Linked DNA regions of Danio rerio: regions 2 and 3 are each linked to region 1. The links are chromatin contacts, called in public Hi-C and Micro-C maps. All regions are on one chromosome and are shown on one strand. Each heading gives the region's core, a stretch centred on a gene start, on an enhancer-like site or on the middle of the called end of the contact. The rest is flanking DNA. Distances are from core to core; before and after follow the strand shown. Region 1 holds the start of cep126 (centrosomal protein 126). Region 2 holds the start of six5 (SIX homeobox 5). Region 3 holds the start of tmem123 (transmembrane protein 123).

The links. Hi-C and Micro-C count contacts between places; a contact is called where the count stands out from the background.
Region 2: a contact with region 1 is called in a Micro-C map of caudal fin, with 5 times the contacts expected there. The contact joins the promoter of six5 here to the promoter of cep126 in region 1. A contact is called at or near these places in 1 of 18 Hi-C or Micro-C datasets (caudal fin) and 2 of 4 datasets of contacts at active chromatin or transcription factors (caudal fin and gastrula embryo).
Region 3: a contact with region 1 is called in a Hi-C map of fibroblasts, with 3 times the contacts expected there. The contact joins the promoter of tmem123 here to the promoter of cep126 in region 1. A contact is called at or near these places in 6 of 18 Hi-C or Micro-C datasets (caudal fin, embryo, fibroblasts and 2 more) and 2 of 4 datasets of contacts at active chromatin or transcription factors (caudal fin and gastrula embryo).

The regions. Positions count from the first base shown.
Region 1 is chr18:40,337,342-40,340,894 of GRCz12tu, reverse strand. It overlaps cep126 (centrosomal protein 126), which reads left to right and starts at 1,560. Exons shown (of 15, transcript XR_012394082.1): 1 at 1,560-1,646.
Region 2 is chr18:40,174,267-40,177,819 of GRCz12tu, reverse strand. six5 (SIX homeobox 5) reads left to right here and starts at 1,950. Exons shown (of 3, transcript NM_131720.2): 1 at 1,950-2,729. The coding sequence starts at 2,038.
Region 3 is chr18:40,194,492-40,198,044 of GRCz12tu, reverse strand. It overlaps tmem123 (transmembrane protein 123), which reads right to left and starts at 1,772. Exons shown (of 4, transcript XM_021473324.3): 1 at 1,497-1,772. The coding sequence starts at 1,554. It overlaps tbcb (tubulin folding cofactor B), which reads right to left. Exons shown (of 7, transcript NM_212775.1): 7 at 3,502-3,553.

The DNA.
Region 1 (3,553 bases), core at 311-2,810:
TTATTGACCTATACCACATGTCTTTGGACTGTAGGGGAAACCGGAGCACCCGGACGAAACCCAGGCAGACAGGGAGAACATGCAAATTCGACACAGAAACGCCAACTGAGCCAAGCCGAGCTGAGGTGCGAACAAGCGACCTTCTTCGTGTGAGGCAACAGCACTACCTACTGGGTAACTAGTAACATCTTCAATCTTAGTAATGATATCTCTAAAAGTCACATTTGCCGTGCAAAAACAGTGCAAAGTTAAACTCACGCATGCGTTGTGTGTGTGCGTGAATTTTGTAAGGACATTGTGTGTGAATTAACTCCACAACAAATACATCAAATAATCATTGGGAAAATTTTCACTGTAATATTTCTCGCAAACGTTATGTGAGATCTTTTTCCTTCATGTCTGTCACTGTGCTGTTTATCTGATGCTGCTGAGACGGAGACACTCTTATACCAATATTCTGAAAAGTATAATAAATAATATGATTGGTGTTTTGAGCTGAAACTTTACAGACACATCCTGGAGACATAAAAACGTATCTTAAATCTTATAAAAGGATAAAATATGTGCCCTTTAAGTCTGTGTATCTGTGAACAGGTTTCATTTTGATTCATAGTCATATGCACGTTAAACTTTTCTAAAAAACACAAAGTCAAAACTTTTCCTTTTTAAGTATATTGTTGTCCGCAAACGAACACCTCAGACTTTAAACAAGTGGACGGATATTGACTTTCAAAAATAAAAGTAAGAGCGTGACAGCGAGCCCAAGTCTCTGCTATTTACTTTCTGATTATCCCTTCTCAGAACATGGGGACAAATTCAATTCCCAATAAGACCAAATAAATACAGTCCAATCGAAATCCGGTTACCTTGTGTTTTACAGAGGAGAGGGCCAATCAATCCCAGACGATGCGGCTTGTGTGAGACACCTTTTTTGTGACACGTCAGCCACCAGTCTGGGAGAAATGATCACTCATGTTACCCTGAGGGCCACAATAAAAGCGAGGAAAAGCTGGCTTTCACTGTCAGACTCTCTCAACGCTATTGAAGCACTTTCCTCCTCAGATGACAGTTCGACACAATTGTACTAGCAAAATTTATCTGACCCCCATCTCTCCAGACACGCTGTCTTTGCCACACATAGCCTACACACACATTTTCCCACCCACGAATAAAAAGGAAAAAACGGGTCAACAGCGCCCTCTAGAGCTATGACACGGAAGTAGCGATCAGTCATAAGTGGCATTAATGGAGCATTAACGTCTCCTGCTGGAGAAAATGATCTACTGTGATTTAAAAACGCAACAATTTTGCCCTGTGAAGTTTTTCCAAAAGCCCTTAAGATGAAAGAAGGGCAACACCTCAAGGTTTGTTTTTTAATGTGTTAATGTGTGCTAATATCAGGACAGTATAAGCAGCTTTAATCCCTATGCGGCGTGGAAGAGAACTTCTGAGGCAGTATACATTTCACACCCTCAGTGTTTCATTGTGACTGTAAATCCGGATCAGAGAGGATGTCTCACAGTAACTGGATTACAGAGATCTGGATTACATTTGTCCTCCACATGCTTAGCCTGGGTTTATTATTTGCTTAGTACAAACGGGGGGTTCAAGAGGGAAATAGAAGAAACAAGAACCTGGGAGTCAGTGTAAGTCATTTTCATTCATTCCAGATCTCCTGTAAACAACAGCTTAACTGTGGCAGCAAACCATACGGCTGATAAAAGATTACTGGTGAAAATTTTACAGGCAAACTTTTTGCTTAGTCTATAAATTAAAATCATCCAGTAACTTGTACTTATCTGTACTTATCTGTAGTTAGAGTTTTAATGAAGATAATAATAATGGCATAATCTGACAGATTTGCATAAAAGGATCTACAGATTACTAGAAAATAAATTAAGCAGCTTTATTGAATGATTGCTAGCAAATTTTGTTAATAATCACAAAGAACCTGCAAGTAGCACTAAATTAAATGTGAACATTTATCTAAACTAGTATTTTCTTGTCAAATAAACAGCAGAAATCATATGTTTTGAAAGAATACATTAAAATAAATACATGATAATAAAATATTTGTTTATTTAAATAATCACTTAAATCATTATATAAGTCAAAATGATTCATTATAAATGATATGACTAATAATTTATAACAATAGAAAAGTCATTTACAAAAAGGTAATACATAAAATTGAGAGATAAAGATATTTTTGTTAACTTTACATATGTGGTTATTATATATCCCAGTGATTTTTGAAATTGAACAATCTGCTTAATAAACAAACTTGTAATTCGTATGTATATATTTTACATACTATTTTTTCTATGTAGATCTCCTGTATTTTAAATTACTGAATCTATTTATTCACACATTTATCCTAACTTTTTGCTTCACTTCTATTCTGAATTTCACCAATTTTGCATTACATGTTAAAGGTGACTTTATGCAGGGATTGTGAGCAAAAATACACTAAAATGTATTTTAAAATAAAATACTAAATACATATATTTTAAGTGTAGCAAAATAATCTACAAAATACAGCAGCCACAAAATAAAATTGTATTTTAAAAATACTACAAAATACTTTTAAAAGGTAGCATGAAATTTCTTTGTAAACCTTCCATAAACAGGCCTATTGGATCGATTCCATTAAACTGCCTTAGTAAAGTAAACAATGTTTGATAACAACAGATATTCTCTGCCACTTCATTCACCTACAGGGCCAAGTTGTGGCATAATGTAAATTGAACTTGTAATCCAAAGGTAACTTGTGTTTTTTTCTTTGAGTTTAGTATACATTTTGCACAAATCTTACAGAAAGTCTTGTCTTGAAGATGATGTCCTATAGCAGTGATCACCAAACTTGTTTCTGGAGGTCCGGTGTCCTGCAGATTTCAGCTCCAACCCTAATCAAACACAACTAAAACCTAATCAAGGTCTTACTAGGTATACTTGAAACACCCAGGCAAGTTGGAGCTAAACCTTGCAGGGCACCGGAGCTCCAGGAACGAGATTGGTGACCCCTGTCCTATAGTTTAGACCATTTGATGCTGATAATGGTCACTAAAATTCTGATCATCCATATTACATCACATTTCTTAGGCAAACATGCTGAATTGTACACTATAGCATTATATATTTCTGGTCTTAGCATTGCTCAAAAGTTGTTTTCAATAGTTGTTGACTTTAACAACTAAATATACCCTCACCCATTGACTGTTACTTTCTTTAAGCATAATTTCCATCCATCCAATCATTCACCACCTTCTTAAAATAAATTAGTTTTATGTTTTGATCTTAAACTTAGGCAAATAATGAGAAAGCACCAATCAGAGACTTCATTTTTAAGATATCATTATGTAAAATACTTGCAAAGTATTTTACAGTATTTTTAAACTACAAAAATAAAAGACACTCAAGTATTTTGATACAAAATATTAAGCCATTTTCATGAACCCTATCAAATACAAATTACAAAATACTAATTTATTTAAAATACACACAGTACATTGTACATAAATACTGCCCATCCCTGACTGTATGTATAACTTTT
Region 2 (3,553 bases), core at 701-3,200, 160 kb after region 1:
TTTTCTTTTCAGCTTAGACCCTTTATTAATCCGGGGTCGCCACAGTGGAATGAACTGCCAACTTATCCAGCATATGTTTTACACAGTAAATGCCCTTTCAGCTGCAACCCATCACTGGGAAACACAATACATCTTTTTTCATAAATTAACTATGGTGAAGTCTTTAACAACAAGAGTGTCAAAGCAGACATCATTTAAAATCATAAACAAACAGAAAGCGCAAATGAATCTTAAATAACATGTATTATTTGTAATACAAATATATATTATGTAATAAATCATTTCCATACCTTATTATATTTTAGCTAGGTTTAAAAGAAATGTTTCTTGGGTTCATTTAACTTACTAAACTAAAAAGGATAACAATAAAATTTAAGGAATAACATTTTTAAACTGTTAAACTGTGTATTATTGATCAAATAAATGCAGCCTTGATGAGCAGAATAAGCTTTTTAAAAAGTATGTGAAGTCATACAATCAAATAGGTTTCATTAAAAACTGAATTAACCATGAGTAACAATTATAAATCATATATGCATAACGTTAATCTGAACTTTTACAAATGCAATAGTAATAATAGAGATAATATCATTAATAATAATAATAATAATAATAATAATAATACCTTTTATTTATAGGTACCTTTCAAAAAGGACACCTTACAATATAATCATAAAATACAAAGAGTAAGGAAATAAAAAATAAAAATAGTAGACATTAGACCAGGAAATCATTCAAAGCAATCCTGAATTCAAAAGTTTTAATTGAGATATAAAATTGAAAATAGAGCCCACAAGAATATATTCATGAATTATAACTTGTGTCTCTTAAATTCTAGAGAAATAAAAAGAACATAAACAATTCAAAAGTAATTTCTTATCAGAACAACCTCTTTGATGATATTAAATGGTCATATATGTTTGGTCACTCCCTAGATTTTTTTAACAAATAAAATTAAAGAAATATCTTTTCAAATTATTCAGATTTTATCCAGTTAAACAATTTTTACAAAAATTCAAAAATGACATTAACGTGTCTCGCTCTTTCTGAGACTTCTTCTGAATCTGTTGCTTGTTTTGGAAAATGTCCCTTTGTTAAATCTTTCTGGTCTGATGTGAATTCTCAAATTGTCCAAAAGGTTTGTATTGATTTTTCTTCATGCTAGACATGATGTTTTGGGGGTTTATATTAAAGAAAAACAATTCCTTAAATTCAACTTTTTGCATAAACCTCATTTTATTTAATGGAAAGTTTTTCATACACAAATGCAAATATACTCAATGTAAGCCAATTTTTTAAATGAGAATTGGAACTGTATTTAAAAACTATCACAGACGTCCACAACAAGAAAGCAATTGAAACATACCTTTTAAAATATGTGCTTTATTTAATATTCTGCATTAATTTGTTTTATTTTTGTCATGTGCCCTCATTTATTATTTTTTTCTTTTTCTCTCTCTCTTTGTCTTTATTTTCCTTTATTATCATATTTATTTTAACATTGTTACACTTCTCTTGTGGCAAAAAAAGTAATATTTATATTGCTTGTACTTTCATTCTATCGGTTTTGTATTTCTATTTGTTGTAATGGCCTGTTGTTATTGCAAAAAAAAACAAAAAAAAAACAATTTAAATGTTATTCATTAATGTAAAACGTATTGCTCGCTGCGTATGTTAAAAGCATTCACTTATGAAAAAATGAAAGAAACAATAAACCTTTTATAAAGCACAACAATAAATAAAATTTCTGCACGCGATTTAGTTTCATGCTATAACAAAATCTAAATGTGTTTATTGCTTATTTTCCAATGTGAAACAAATGTGCTTTGGAAAAAAGAGTATTGCACAATGGTACTGAAGCAGCAGGCCTGTAGTGTGAGTGCGTGTGTGTGCTGGTGGATGTAGATGGGGGAGGTTGACGAAACGCAGGGGCGTGACGCGTCTCTCTGCTGCAGCGCTCACTCGCCTACGGGAGAATGGGAGAGAGACACCGAAGGGGAGGGAGGAGGAACTTGAAGGAAAAAAGTTAAAATAAAAATGGCTTCCTTGTCTTTGGAGTCCACAGAACAAACTGAAAACGGCCCAAAGGAGAGCGCGCAAAATGAAGCCAAAGTGAAAGAGGAGACGGACCCGGACGAAGTTTCGGAACAACTGTTGCAGAGCTTCCAGAACTCGGCGCTCAGTTTTTCCACCGATCAAGTCGCGTGTCTGTGCGAAGCGCTCCTGCAAGCGGGCAATGTGGATCGCCTGTGGAGATTTCTCGCCACCATCCCTCCTTCGGCCGACCTGCTACGTGGCAACGAGACCCTGCTGAAGGCCCAGGCTCTGGTCGCTTTCCACCGGGACGAATTCAAAGAGTTGTACGCCATCCTGGACAGTCATGACTTTCACCCGAGTAACCATGGGTTCCTGCAAGACCTCTACTTGAAGGCGCGATACAAGGAGGCTGAGAGGTCCCGGGGTCGCAGTTTGGGCGCCGTGGATAAATATCGGCTGCGCAAAAAGTTTCCTTTGCCCAAAACCATTTGGGACGGAGAGGAGACGGTGTACTGCTTCAAAGAGAAGTCGCGCAACGCTCTGAAGGAATGTTACAAGATCAACAGGTATCCCACTCCGGCCGAGAAGAAGAATTTGGCCAAAGTTACCGGACTTTCTTTGACTCAAGTGAGCAACTGGTTTAAGAATCGCCGACAGAGGGACCGGACCCCGTCCGGTACCAACAGCAAAAGGTAAGCGTGTTTAATTGGGAGTGCACGTCTTTCAGGCCCAAAAGAAACATTCTTGAGCCAAACCGAGAGAGGAAAGCGGTAAACAAACCTCTCCTGTGTGCGAGGTTTACATTAGGACAACCCGTCATCTTGACATCTGAATAGAATAAAGCTAACATTCTCATTTTACCTCAAGGACTTTTCCAGTGTGCAACAGATAAAGGCAGAGTTGTATTTAATAAATATTTAAGCTGTGCACATGGAAACTTTGCGTTTGTTTATAAACAAATGGCTGATGCAGGTTGTGAAGATGGGATGTTTGTCTTGATAGCACACTTATTGATAAAGTGTAAATGACAAGGAGGTCTCGGAAAACAGACTGAAAGCATGTTGCTTTGTTGTGAAATGTGAGATAGGGGCGCCAGGAGTGGCTCGAGTTTCCTGAAATCCTGCACCACAGTATCTTTCTGTGTCCATGGCCTGTAAATCTCAAGGCAGAGAGAATAGTGAATTAAATATAAGTATGTATGTGATTTAAGGGTGGGCTACTTAAACTGGACCCACAGAGTACTGGAAGTAAACCACAACTAATCTGTGAAAGAGTTCAATACAATTTAAAACATTGTGATGCCCTCTGCTTGTGGTCACGGTTTCAATCTATTGAGGTAAAGTTGATTTTATATTCGCACATTTAGACTTTCCCCTTAATAATATAATTTCAGAAAAGTTGTCATTGCAAATTATTATTGAAACCATATTAGCAGCCAACAACCAAAAAACAACATTGTTTACAGTCAATTTAATAGTGCCAATGTTGTTTTAAAGTCAAGCATGTGATTTCAGCC
Region 3 (3,553 bases), core at 523-3,022, 140 kb after region 1:
AAAAATGAGACAGCTTTGCACCACAGATGGCGCAGAGCCCTTCAAATGCATGCTTCAGAAGATGCAGCCTTTAAAATGAAACACAACAAAAGATGTGTTTATAGAGTATTTTACAACAGCTTCTAATGCAGCTCAACCAATCAGAATCAAGTACCAGTTCAGAGCAATCTATTTTATAAACGTTGGACAAATTATTTTATTTTAAGACCATAAATACAAAACAGTAAATGTCTAGATGTTTAATTTTATAAAAAAAACATTTGCAATTCTGAATAAGTCAAGGTTAACATTTTCAAGTGTGAAAAGCCCCATCGAGTCTGAGTAGCAATCAACAAGAAGTTTAGCAGAAAAGCATTTGCTCATTTATTACAGAAGTGATGATAAACGCCTCTAGAGTATTTTATAGTTATTGTGTAAGATTTTGCTGAAATAGTTTACACATCTGGTCTACAACATCTGGAATATTGCAATCTGTATTTTCAAATTTAAGATACAGTGATTTAAGAGATTCATGTGGTGTACAATTTGCGAAAAAATGATTCAGCTATAGAGATGAAGACTGACTCAAAACATAATGAGCTGTCCATCCAGATCTAAATTGTGTAGCACACAATAATTACATCTGTATCACTTTATTTTAGTCGCTTTTGCACATTTTGTTGACTAGAGGTTACAATGCATCTAGATGCAAACTATTTCTCATTGCATTATTAGCAGACTGTTTGCTTAGTATCTGCTGACACTGCTCAACCAAAATCTGTCTATGAGAATCTTTACAAGTTGCTACATGCCAGTTTACACTAAACCTAACCACAATCCTACTTATACTCTAATTAATTGAACTCTAAGGCGTGTATAGCTGCACTTTAACTATAATCAACAGAATGTGTTAAAGGGGCCACTGGACATTTATAATAAATATTTAAAAGTATGAGAAATAATAAAAAAAATGTGCCCATATGAAACCTGCTAACTGGCTTAACGTTACTTTAGAAATCCTTAGACACAACGTTTGGTGAACATAAATCAGGAAATGTCAAGCCCTCTTTCAAAAACTTTACAAAATGTTGTCAATATTAAAAACGTAGCCTACATCAATACTTACTTGCTGAAAGTGATTTTAGTGAGGTATTCCTGCCTTTACCGTGTTTTTTGCCTAACAAAATCTGCAGCACGTCTAAAACTTGAATGACCTTTAAAACAAGATTTCACGCCAACTGCAGTCCCTAAATAGCCGTTTGTTTGTTGTTCTCTTTATATTCATCCCTGAAACATTTTAAAACGACGAGTCGCCTTTTCTGGTTATCTGATGATGCGGCGAAATGCCTCGTAGGATGTTGTCTAGGTAGGGAACTCACCCAGTTTTTTAGACAGAACCAGTGTTCCAGACCTTGTGTACACGTATACACAACGAAAGCTTTCGCAATTTCCTTTAAATAGTGCGCTTCAAGTCTATTCAACCAATAATACCAAAATAACAACTGAAAAACACTTACCCAACGACAAAAGCAGACCGGAAAATGTTATGAGGTTCAACCATAAGCAGAGGTTCATTTTCTTAACGAACTTAAAGTTCCACAATCATGATCCAAACAAAATTCATGAGCAAAATAATCTTAAGGTTATTCTTGAGGCATCCTTGTCGACGGCTTTCAGGCATTCAAACGCGATAAAAACCATTCTTCAATAAATTAAATAAATAAATAAACAGGATTATCCAGTTTTAGAAAATACACGCAGCTTCTTACTGACAGCAAAAGGACAAGAACTGTAGACGTTTTTTCTGGGGGGGTTGGTCTGACCACGATGATTTGTGCAAAAGTCCAACGATTTCTAGCATGTCTTGTGTAAGTTACAATCGATGATACGATTTTTAATATTTAAAGCAGAATATGAGAAAAAAATTAAGAATAGTGAAAATGTTATATTTAATGCAAGGACGTTGGGGTTGTAATGTAATTGTTTTCAATGTTTTAGATGTTATGAAAGTGTGCCCCCCATTCTAATGTAAAAAGTAACTTCTTAAATAATACCAAAGTTATGCTGTGGATGGAAAATTGATTTTATAAATCTTTCTAAAATGTGGCTTGGAAAATATTTTAGGTCATTATTTTTAACACCCAGTTCACAAACTCAGTTTAAATATTATTTTTATTGTTTTATTAAATACATTTTATAATTTGGCCGTTTAAAAAACAAAAAAGGTTCCCTGGAGAGCTCAAATTGCATCATAAAACAATTTGTCACTTAATTTAAGTTGAGACAGAAGTGCAACATTAAAGCAGATTATTTATTTATTCATTAGAGACAATATTCACCATTCAGCGTTTGAAGGTATTTCTTGATGTAACTTTTTTTTCTCCTTATAAAAAAAGTCACTTTAGCAATTTTGTAATTAAAGTTAGAGAACAGCAACAATTGTAGCACGTAAAAGAAAATAGCAATTATTTAAGTTTACATCAGTCAATAACTAAAAAAAAAAATGTCTGCAACAAATCTACAGGCACATCACTAGTCTATCACTGCTAACCCTGTGATCTTGATCAGCTCTTCCTCAATCTCCACAGTTCACCAACAGTACTGGGTTTTTAGACAAATTTTAAGGATAATGACTATCAGAAGGATTTTTTCCCCATAAATTTCAATCATTTCCCATTAATGGGTTGCAGCTGGAGGGGCATCTGCTGCGTAAAACGTGATGGATAAGTTGGTTGGTTCACTCTGCTGCGTCAACTCCGAATTAATAAAGGGACTAAGCCGAAAAGAAAATTAATTAATTAAAATTTGAATCAGGTTTACAGCAGTACTCCAGTCTGCCATTTCATTATTTTTAGCTTGAATGAACAGCCTTACCTATTTTGCTGTGCATTTGGCTCTTTGCCAATTGCATACTGACTGGATGATGAATGCATGAACAGAATAATGTTGCAGAAGGAAATGTTTATAAATATTTGCATTCACTTAAATTAGGGGTAATATTGCTGGTCTTCATCAGTCATACTAGAACAGATGGCCAACTTGCAAAATAAATGAAATTAGACTGTTGGTTCTTTGTCAAGGAAATTCCATCAGATGTCAGATTAACACAAATACAGAGGAATCTGAAAGTGTTCTCTAATTTTGGTCAGTTTTTCCACCAAATATCTCATTTAAGTTTTTTTTAATACTATGCTTCAAAATATATACAACTCATGAAATTTGCTTGCATTTCCCTAAACATCTCAAACAAACAAACAAAAAAAAATCAATGTTTATACCTGCTCTTGTCTCTAACGTTTTACTTATTCTATGATTTGTTAAAGTAGTGCACTGCTATAAGACAATTACAGCATTCAAATGAAACCAATCATACCCTTCTGAACCATAAACAAATGTTTATTATTACCCATGAACCATGAAGATTTTAGTGCTGTTCTGCATTAGTATTTTCCAGATCAACATGTTCTGAGCTGCGTATTAAGGCAGTTCCAGGGGGAAAAAAAGACAAATTGTGCATCTGTCTGCATGATGTCCAAAGTTGGCACATGGATTTATTCAAAACAAATTTTGCTGA